2 separate regions of the Callithrix jacchus genome follow, and region 1 is linked to region 2. Evidence: chromatin contacts called from public Hi-C data. All regions are on one chromosome and are shown on one strand. Each heading gives the region's core, a stretch centred on a gene start, on an enhancer-like site or on the middle of the called end of the contact. The rest is flanking DNA. Distances are from core to core; before and after follow the strand shown. Region 1 overlaps LOC144578229. Region 2 overlaps WIPF3 (WAS/WASL interacting protein family member 3).

What was found. A called contact is a pair of places that touch in the nucleus more often than the background predicts.
Region 1: a Hi-C map of skeletal muscle shows a contact between it and region 2, with 5 times the contacts expected there. The contact joins two enhancer-like sites.

The regions. Positions count from the first base shown.
Region 1 is chr11:28,448,027-28,453,101 of calJac240_pri, reverse strand. The region is part of intron 8 of LOC144578229; the gene reads right to left. The region is part of intron 1 of LOC144578230 (thymosin beta-4-like); the gene reads left to right. Among named protein-coding and RNA genes, the nearest start is that of WIPF3, 52 kb to the right of the region's middle. Within about 2 kb of position 2,846, at least 1 of the 16 cell types and tissues checked has an H3K27ac peak or open chromatin away from gene starts, as enhancers often do. A contact at or near this core is called in skeletal muscle, where this site is marked.
Region 2 is chr11:28,337,489-28,343,150 of calJac240_pri, reverse strand. The region is part of intron 2 of WIPF3 (WAS/WASL interacting protein family member 3); the gene reads left to right. It overlaps LOC103794748 (a long non-coding RNA gene), which reads right to left. Exons shown (of 3, transcript XR_013523905.1): 3 at 3,346-3,480. Among named protein-coding and RNA genes, the nearest start is that of WIPF3, 58 kb to the left of the region's middle. Within about 2 kb of position 3,495, at least 1 of the 16 cell types and tissues checked has an H3K27ac peak or open chromatin away from gene starts, as enhancers often do. A contact at or near this core is called in skeletal muscle, where this site is marked.

The DNA.
Region 1 (5,075 bases), core at 1,597-4,096, 110 kb before region 2:
CTCCAACATTCTCCTCCATTTCCAAGGTCACAGGCATCATCACCATGTAAGCCTCCCACCCCAGATAACCAGCCTCCAAGATGGCTCCATGATCCCCACCTTCTTGGATATACATCCTCGTGCAGGGCCTTCCTGCATTGAGTTGGGCTGACCTGTGTTAGCACTGGGTTATATGGGAATGACAAGATGGCATGTGACTTCCAAAGTTAAGGTCACTTTGCTCTCTCTTGGATCACTAAGCCAGTTGTCATGTTGTGAGGATGCTCAAGTTGTCCTATGGTGGGTCCCTGTAGCAAGGAACTGAGTTCTGCTGACAGCCAGCAGTGCCTTCCCAAGCATTAGAGTGTGCCACTTTAGAAGCAAATTCTATAGCTCCAGTACATCCTTTAGATGACTGCCACTCTGCTCACATCTTATCTACAACCTCATGAGAAACCTCAGCCAGAGCCACCTAGCTAGGCTGCCCCTGGATTTCTGAGCCACAGAAACTATGAGATAATAAATGTCTACTGTTTAAGACTCTAAATTTGGAGTAATTTGCTATTCAGCCATAGAAACTGACATTCCTTTCATCGTGCCTGACAACACAACTAACACTGCTGTCCCTGTGGTTTCATGTCCCTGTGGTTAAAGCTCTCCAAGGGCTCATGATTAATTTCAGGATAAAATCCAAATCCCTTAGCACAGCATAGCATAGCATAGCATAGCATAGCATAGCATAGCATAGCATAGCATAGCATAGCATAGCATAGCATAGCATAGCATAGCATAGCATAGGTCTTCTATGAACCAGCTCTTGCATGCCTCTCAGCCCCATCCCTCCCACTCTACCTTTCCTCCCTGCATCACTTCAGCTACTCTGAAACACATTGCATCTTCTTAGATGTGGACAGATAAAACTGCCAGATTTTTCACAGGATGTCCAGTGAAATTTGAATTTCAGATAAACAACGAATAATTTGTGTGGTTATACAATATTTGGGACATACTTATGCTAAAAATATTGTATGACACACACTTATTCTTAAAAGTTATTCATTGTTTTATCTGAAATTCACATTTAGTAGGGCATCCTGTACTTTTCATTGCTAAATCTGAAAACCCTACAGATGTGAGCTGCTTGCTTTCAGCTCCTGCTCAGTCCCCAGCTGGATCGCTGCAGCTCTCCCTGACTAGCTCCCTGTCTTGCAAGACCCAACTCAGACAGCAGTGCCCCTAGAAAGCCTAGGCTGACTTCGCTGCACCATACACACCTAGTATGGGTCAGACATGCCTGCTGCAGGCTCCCCGCCCACCTGTCACACCTCTCTCACACCATGCAGTTCACAAATATTTGTTTGCCTGTCTCCAGTACTAGACTCTGAGCTTCCTTAGGTCAGGCACTATCTTAGTCATCACTATGTGGCTTTCGTGCCAAAATCATAGTATAATCACAGTTTACAATTCCTGAAGATTTACTCTACGCTAGTCGCTGTTCTAAGACGTTCTGCATATATCAACTCATTGAATTTTCGTATCAAGCCAAAGGAGGTACTATTAATATCCCACATTTACTGGGGAGGAATCTGAGACAGGAATAGGTTTTGCAACTTCTCCAGTGTCATCTGATAATGGCAGGGAAGTTGGGGTTCAAAGCCAGGAGTCTACCACCAGAGCCCACCCTCTAACAAGCTAGACACATTGCCTCTTTACAGTGTATGATAAGTGCTTGCCAAATGCATGTAAGAACTGACTATCCAGCTAAGTTCCTCCAAACTAGATAACTGCCTTTAAGCAGGGACCTTGCTGCCTATGCCCCTCCCAGCTCTCTCTTCAGTCACCACTACCTAGCATAATGCATGGTGTTTTCTTCACAAGCAAATACCAAAGAACTATACTGGTGTGTTTTCCCCTCTTCAAATTCTGACTACAGATCCAGGGTAGCACCATATACCACACCTCCCTAAAAAAGAATGGTTATAGGCAGGGCGAGCTGGCTACACCTGTAATCCCAGCACTTTGGGAGGCTGAGGTGGGCAGATCACCTGAAGTCAGGAGCTCCAGACCAGGCTGGGCAACATGGCGAAACCCCGTCTCTACTAAAAACCCAAAAAAAAATTAGCCAGGCACGGTGGCACACCCCTGTAATCCAAGCTACTTGGGAGGCTGAGGCAGGAGGATTGCTTGAAACTAGGAGACGGAGGTTGCAGTGAGCTGAGATCGCGCCACTGCACTCCAGCCTGGGTTACAGAGGGAGACACCATCTCAAAAAAAAAAAAATGATTATAGCATGTGCCTTAGAACTACAAGCCAAGGAAGCACTGCGGTTAATAGCGTGAGTTCTAGAGTAAAATTCCCTGGACTTAGATTCCAACTCTACTGCTTATTAGCTGTATGGCTTTGGATGAGGCCCTGAGATATAGATTCTTCATCTGAGAAATGGAGACGCAGCACCTGGAATATAGCATGTACTCAGTAAATGTCGGCTGTCACCATTGTCATTGCCAATCTACTCAGCCCATAGGCAGGTATGTGTGGGTCTAGCACCCCCATGAATTTCCATGACTTCCCCAGCTCCCTTCCCCCATGCAAAATTTCCAACAGAGGTTAGAGAGGGCAACCTGCATCAGTATCCTTTGGAGTTTCAGTGCTGGCCTTAGAGACCAAAATTAGTAAAGTGAAACCAAGGGAGGAAGGCTGCCCCCCAGACCAAGGAGCAGCTAGAAAGAAGCAAAAGTAGCCCCACTGGCCCTCACTTCCTCAGTTCTACAGAGCTGGGTGGCTGGAACTGTGCCAGATTCCCAGATCAGAAGCTGCTCTACTTTTGGAGAAGCCACCCCAGGGAAAGCCTTTGTACCTACTGGGAAACAGTGCACTCTCAGGGTCTGAAGCCACAAAGTTCTGTACGTCTCAAGGGTGCCTGCTTAAAGGAATACCCTTGACTTCATAAGTGGCCAGAAGTACATGAGAACCTCTGTGTCTTGCCGGGGACTAGGTACCTAGCCTAACTTAGCCATAGGGGTACCTGTGATGAAATTGAAGGCTAGCATTTTTTAGCATGCTGGGCTCTCAACTAAGTGCTTTGCATGTGTCCCCTCAATCCCTACAACAACACTGTAAGGTTTTGGTTTCATTTGTTTGCTTGCTTGCTTTTTGGGACTGGGTCTCTGAAAGGTTTTTGCTTTGTTTTTTTTTTTGAGGCAGGGCCTCACTCTGTCACTCAGGATAGAATGCAGTGGCTCACTGTAGCCTCTACCTTACAGGTTCAAGTGATCCTCCCACATTAGCCTCCCAAGTAGCTGGGACGACAAGCATGTGCCACCACACATGGCTAACTTTTTTACTTTTTATAGAGATGGAGTCTCACTATGTTGTCCAGGCTGGTTTCAAACTCATAACCTCAAGCTGTTTTCCCACCTTGGCCTCCAAAAATTGGAATAGGCATGAGCCACCATCCCAGCCAATACTGTCAGTTTTGGTAACATCATTATCCTTATTGTACAGAAAAGAAAACTAAGTAATTAGCTCAAGTCATACCTCTAGCAAGAGAAGAATTTTATTTTTAATTCTATCCCATGATATGGAAGTAACTCTTCAGCTGCCCTGACCCTATGGCTCTAGGCTTCTGCTAGGGACCTAGTTCAGAGCTTCCAGGGAATGCAGACGATGCAGTACACTCACGGCACTGGTTCTCAACGCCATCTGCAAGTGAGACCATCACCTGGGGAGCTGACCCACCGGGTCCTCCCCAGACCACAGGGATTCAATTTACTGGAGGGCGGGACCAAAGCAATGGATGTTTTATAAGATTTCTTTGGATGACTCTACTGGGTGGCCAGAGTTGAGAACTACTCCACTTAAAGCCATTCTCAATGAATAGATGAAACTTTACAAAGAAATTCCCAAGATCCTCGTATCAAAAATCTCTTTGGAATGATGTCTGTTCCTCCTTCTCCAAGGGGCAATCTCTGAACAAGCGATGAAGGTAAGGATTCTTCATGGGGGGTTTCAAAACCTTCTTTTATTTGCTCATAAGGCATGCATGGTAGAATCAGCTCACTTTAATGCAGAGGTAAGTGCTTCTCTCAGGCCCTTAAGAAAAACTGACCCTAAGTACCTCTTCTGCTCTTGCAAGAATCTGAGGGTGCACACCTCCTTCAGTTTTGCACCCTAGACACCATCCCAACTTACCCTAATCCTGACCCTGAGAGAAGTTCTTCACATACTACCATTCTGTAAAATGTAAGACAAATAGGAAAAAATTCAGTGGTTCACATCAATGTATAATAATCACCATCTACATGTGTATAGAAAAACTCTAACTTGTTGGGGAGTTTTGGTTGCAAGCAACAGAAACAAACTCTGGCTAAGCTAGGCAAATAAAACTAATGAAAACATATGGATTGGATTGCAGAATCCAATGAAATGCAGTAGCCTCAGAAAAGATAAGAACAAAGGTGCCCATAAGAATCAAGGATGCAAAAGCTTCGAGATGTTGCCTTTCCCCACTTTGAGATCCTGCTCCCAAGATTGAAATCCATGGTAAGAGGTTCTGCTTGGCTGCTGTGACTGCCCCTCAGCACTATGATTGAGCATTGTAACAACACTCTATTCAACAGGACAGCTCCCCAAGGCAAAACTGAGAGGTTTTAAAAGAAGGAAGAAGAAACAAATGCTGGCCTGGTAAAACCAGTGGATGTTTATTCTTCTCCTGTACCATCTACAAGGTGTTTTGCATGCATAAATAACATCGTGTGAGGGGGCAGGAGCAGGACATCTCCATTCCAGGTAAACTTATGTCCTGGTTGCCACTTTCTTAATGTTAGCGATATATACTTTGTAAATTTTAAAAGCACTACACATACGTAGTTTATTATTATAATCCTCTTCCTGAAAAATGTGGCATGCAAATCAGAAAGATTAGACCTATTTAACCTGCCTGCCTGCCACTAGCCAGGCAGAAGCTAACTAGCTTACTGGTCCAGTTTTTTCTTCTTTGTTTTTTCCCATGGCAATTCCCCTAATTCTGCTCAACTATGTATATAAAATTCTGTATTTTGTCCAGAGTTTCTGCGTGTTTTGTGAAGAGAATTTTC
Region 2 (5,662 bases), core at 2,246-4,745:
TGGAATTACAGGCACCCACCACCGTGCCCAGCTAATTTTTGTATATTTAGTAGAGGCAGGGTTTTGCCATGTTGGCCAGGCTGGTCTTGAACTTCTGACCTCAAGTGATCTTCCCGCCTCAACCTCCCAAAGTGCTGGAATTACAGGTGTGAACCACTGTGCCCAGACTAATAGTATTTTCTTTTAATAGTATTTTCTCCTTCTGCAAAGTTTTCCCAAACCCTTTATGTAGTACTTGGCTACTATAGATTTTTTTTTCTGATTTATAAGATGTCTGATTTATTTTTTGACAAAATAAACCAGAAAGCTCAGTGCAGGTGTCTACTAATTCAAGGAGAAGACACATTTTTTTGCATTGTGCTTTTGGTGTCTTTTTTAAGAAATCTACCTAATCCCAGTTCACAAAGATTTTTCTGTGTTCTCTTTTAAAGAAACACTATAGTTTCTCAGATATGTATGTAAATATGTAGATAGGACTATAAACATAGACACAGCTATCTCCCTCACAGGCTTTGCTAATCTGTCTTTTTACATTGTAAATCTACCCCACCCCACACACCTTCCACCTTCATTCATGCATACAGGAGTGTTTATACATATCTTTTTCATTTGTTCATGCTTTTGCATTCTGTCCCCTATTGTATATCTGCCTAATCTATCCTTTAAAACTTTGGTATTTCCCCCTAAACACTGGTCATATTTAATAAGTTTCCTTCTTACTTTAAAATTCTGAGAAATGAAAAACTTCAGGCCAGGCACAGTGTCTCACACCTGTAATCCCAGCACTTTGGGAGGCCAAGGCTGGAGGATTGCTTAGTCCAGGAGTTCAAGAATAGCCTGAGCAACAAAATGAATCTCATCTGTACCAAAAAAAAAATTAGCTGAGCATGGTGGCATGTCTGTTGTCCCAGCTGCACAGGAGTCTAAAGCAGAAGTCTATTGCCAGGGCAACAGAATCAGACCCTGTCTCAAAACAAAAACCAAACAAAACTTCCTAGTTACCTCTTTAAAAACTGAACTTGCATCTTTATTACCATTCTTATGTATTGGTTTATATTTATTTTACCTTGTCAGATCAATGGCTCGTAATAGAAAATGGGATCCTACCCTTAGACAGAAGGTTGGTGAGGTAGAATACATGTCATGGAAGAACCTTCTGGGCAACACAGAAATCTTAAGGAATAAATAGTTTTTCATTCTTGTCATTTTATTAGCAAAGCTTAAAATCCACCAGTCAATAGACACAAGTTACTCCCATGTCTGTTTTTTTTTTTTTGCAAATCACTATGCTAAGCTGCGGAAGACTCAAATCAGTGGAGCCTTATTTGTCTCTGCCCTCAGATGAAACATATGAAGAGATAAACAAGTAATATATATTCATTGTAGCAAAGAATGTAGTCTGAGGGGAAATTGAGTGATAAGAGACCTTGGTGATTAAGGGATCGAGTTAAAATGGCTGTCCTCCTCACCAGCACAGAGCAGGCAGTGCTGGGGCCCTCCCTGGGCACTCACACACCTTCCTAACCTTGCACCCTAACCACCTCCCTCACCTCTCCTCACCCTCAACCTGTGACATAGAGCAGTTCAACTTTGCTCCCCCGTAATCTGGCATTTCAGAAGATAAACTAAGTTGTTTCTCTTAAGAAGAATCATGGCAACATGTCCCCAATTCTTTTTGGAAAATATAAATCTATTAATTTATTTTTCTTGATTTTTACTTCATTATGCCCCAACTCATCCCACAAAAAGTTGGGACAGTGATTTAAAAAATTCTCCTCCTGCAAAGTTTTCCCAAACCCTTTGTGTAGTACTCGGCTACTACAGATTATTTTTTCTGGTTTATAAGATGTCTGATTTATTTTTTGACAAAGTAAACCAGAAAGCTCAGTGCATGTGTCTGCTAATTCAAGGAGAAGACACACTTTTCAGAGCTCCGCTTCCTGTGGCCCAGCTGCTATTGGCCATTGGTGTTACCTAGGGTTTCCACATTCTCCCACCTCCTACCCAGTGACTTTGCCCAGGGACGATGATGACTGTGGAGCTTTAACAGTATGATTTTCTTTAAACTATCCTGTGTAAACATTGAATATGTCTCTGTGTGTATATATGATTTAATTTTTAAATGGACTTTTTTAGAGCAGTTTTAGGTTCAGAGCAAAACTGAGCAGAGAGTACAGAGAGTTCCCGCACACCCACTGCCCCCACACACGCACAGCCTCTCCCACTGTGCACATCAAGACTTACATTCTGTATTTTTTAAAGATTCATCATCTTTAAAACCCTCCTTTCCATAGTTGTTGCAGCATGAACCTATTGTTACTCAAAATAAACAGACTGAATACCAGAGATTATTGGCATTTTAATGTGATTTCTTTAAAATACTTATGTATTAATTTTTTATGGTAAGTGTTTTGCAATCATTACATAGCCATATTTTCTCATATTACATAGCCAGATTTTCTGACAGTACAAGTATTTTTCGTTCTTAAAGTGAAATGGAATATACTAGAGATCAGAATAGTAGCTGACACATCAAAGGCAGTTGATGATGTTTGTTAAAGTACATTGATATTCTATTCCTCAAAGAGTCTTGTGACTTCCAGATGCTTCGTGGTCTTTAAATGGCTTCTCCCCTCACCCCACTCCCAGCAAGGCTCTAGCCTCTTCTGTAGGGTGTGGGTTAACTTCACCAGGGAGGCAGAGGCCCATCAGCACAAAAGGACAGTATATGGGGATATATCTTAAGTTCAGAGCAATGGCTGCATCAGCCCACGCCACTCTCATTACATATGGCCTCAATCAGCAGGCCTAATTTTAGGAGGTGCAAGACAAAAATACAGTCGAGAGAAGTGAACTAAAAATACACCCCTTCTTCTGTTACAACGCACTTCCTCAGAGTTGGTCTGTTCCATTAAGCAAAATTCTCTGCCTGTCATACTTGTCATAAAGACTTTCCGATGATGACTAAGAACAACGAAAGCCTACATTTTATTTTGATTCATTGCAGCTGTCATGACCTTCCATTTATTTCTGCTCCTTTTTAGAATGGCTGGCATTCACTTAAACAGATGCTACTGTATTTTTCAGGGAGGGTCTGAGGTGATCCCATTTTATTAATATACAAAGAGTGTCATTAAGGAGGGTATGTTGTATGAGTCACACTTCAAGTATACCAGCGAGCCCCTTCTGTGATTCTCATGACAAAAATACTTGCTTTTATTTTCAGCTCCCGCTGTATTTTTTTTGCATTGAAGAACCTATTTTATTTTAATGAAGTTTTCCAAGTGCTTATTATGTATAAGACATGATGCTGAGTACCGGAAGGGTTGATTGAGACATAATTCCTGCCTCAAGAAACTTACTTGAGGAAGAGAGATACATGTCAAGACGTGAAACTAGGATGGCTGCAGCTGGCACTTCCTAGGGAGGGAGGTGTCCTTGGGGAAATATCTTCATGAACTATGCAAGTAGGGCTGGAACCTGAGGGCAGGAACAAAGTAGCGGTAAGAATGGATAAACCACACTGCAGGAAACAAGGGGAAGAATTCACTCCATGCATAAGAGGCTGGGCAGAGCGAGAAGACGGTTGAGCAGGGAGTTGAGAGAGAAGAACTAGAAAACTGGTTTGAGGTTCAGGACTAAAGGAGAGCTGGGCCAGGTGAAATTCCATGTTGGGAAGACCAAAGGCCATTTGAGGGCCAGGGATGCCCAGTGCTCAGTGTGAGGGTGTTGATGATGCTTGGGAGGGAGAGCCTTTCTGTTCTCCACCCACATTTCAATAACATCACAGTTCTCATCAGGAATGCTTTATGTGAATGTTTTGTGGTTTCTTTTTGTTTTGTTTTGTTTTGGTGTGGGGATTATCCCAGAAGGTTTTGGTCTGCATTTCTAAGAGCATGAGGAATAGAGCAGAGACAGGATGTATGAAAGTAGGAACCTGGAAGCAAATGTGACCCTGAGACACAAACTCCCCTGAAATTGCAGAAGTCTTTGGGAGGCGTTGTACTTCCTGAGGGCGTCAGGTTCTAGAGGAACCTGAAGGTCTGAGCCAGGTTCCTCTAGATGTCAAGGGCTTGGGAAGCCCCAGCTGATATCTGCTTGTCTGGATTAAACTGATAAAATGTATGGCTATTTTACATAAGTTTACAAGAGTGGAAATGCACAGAAAGGACTAGTTAATGTCAACGAGGATTAATTTAGGGCTCCCTCAGAGAGCTTTCAAAGCTGGGCCTTGGAAGCTGAGTGTGATTTCAATGAACAGAGTAGGTGAAAGCCGTGTCAGGTAGAGGGAATGCCTGAGAATTGGCCTTGAGACACCAAGTGTGTGGACAGGACAGGGAATGGAGAACTAGGCATGTGTGGTTGGCATCCATAGTGTGTGGGTGGGTAGAAACATGGACTGTGGTCAGATTCTGGAAGGCCTTAAACTCCATGCCTAGTGAATTTTGACCTAAGTTTGTGGAGGTCTGATCTATATCTAGAGAAGCAAATTGGAGAAACAATCTGAAAGTTTGTGAGGAAAAGTTTTCAAAGGAAGAGTCCCATTAGGAGACCCTTTAATCCATGACTCTCAAACTTCCCACTTCCACCTATATACGTACTGTAGTTTGGATACTTGTCTCCTCAAACCTCATTTTGAAATGTGATCCCCAGTGTTGGAGGTGAGGCCTAACAGTAGGTGGTTGGGTCATGGGGACAGCGCCCCATGAGTTAGTTTTCGCTGCATTAGTCCCCTGCAGAGCTAGTTGTTAAGAAGAGCCTGATGCCTGCCCCTGTCTCTCTTCCTTCCTCTCTTACCATGTGATCTGGACATGCTGGCTCCATTTTGCCTTCCACCATGAGTGGAATCAGCCTGAAGGCCCCACCAGAAGCAGATGCTAGCCCCATGCTTCTTGCACAGCCTGCAGGACTGTGAGCCAAATAAACCTCTCTTTTCTTCATAAATTACCCAACCTCGGGTATTCCTTTATGGCAACACAGACTATGATAACCCCCGGAGGATGACCTACTCCCATCGCTAGGAGTGGAGCCGTGGTTTAAGTGGTATGGGTGAGAAGTGAAGAGAGTGTGAACACAAGAAGTTGTAGGAGAACTAGAAAGGATGGTAGGACTCAGAGATACCTTTGGAGGCAGAGTTGGTGGGTGGGAAAATTGACAAATTATTGATACAGGGAATTGTTGGTGTCAAGTCTGGTTGACTTGGAAGATATTGCTGAGCTCCATATCACAAGAGGTGCACAGGAGTGTGTTTGCGTGTGGTGGGGAGGGATGAAGGAGCAGAGATTATGAGTTTGGTTTTGGATGTGTTGAGACTAAGGTGCTAGTGGGATCTTTACATGAAGATGTTCAGCAGCCAGTTGGAAACACAGGCCTGAGGTTTCCAACTGGCTCATTCTTAAAGGAGTTATCTATGCTGCATAAATGCCAGCAAGGCCCAGAGTTAGACTGAGTAGATTCTGGGTGTTTCAGCTCATTCCTGAGCTGCACTGTGGAAGTAATATATGGAAGTGTCTGGGTTTCCCCCTACCCTGTCCCATAGCAGATTTTCAGTGAATATTTGTTGTGTGAGAGCAGTACCCTCAGTCTGGTGATTCTGGGAGGAATGGAAGAGTTGATACTTTTCTTGCAAATTATGGTGTGGGAGCACTCATTTGCTATATTT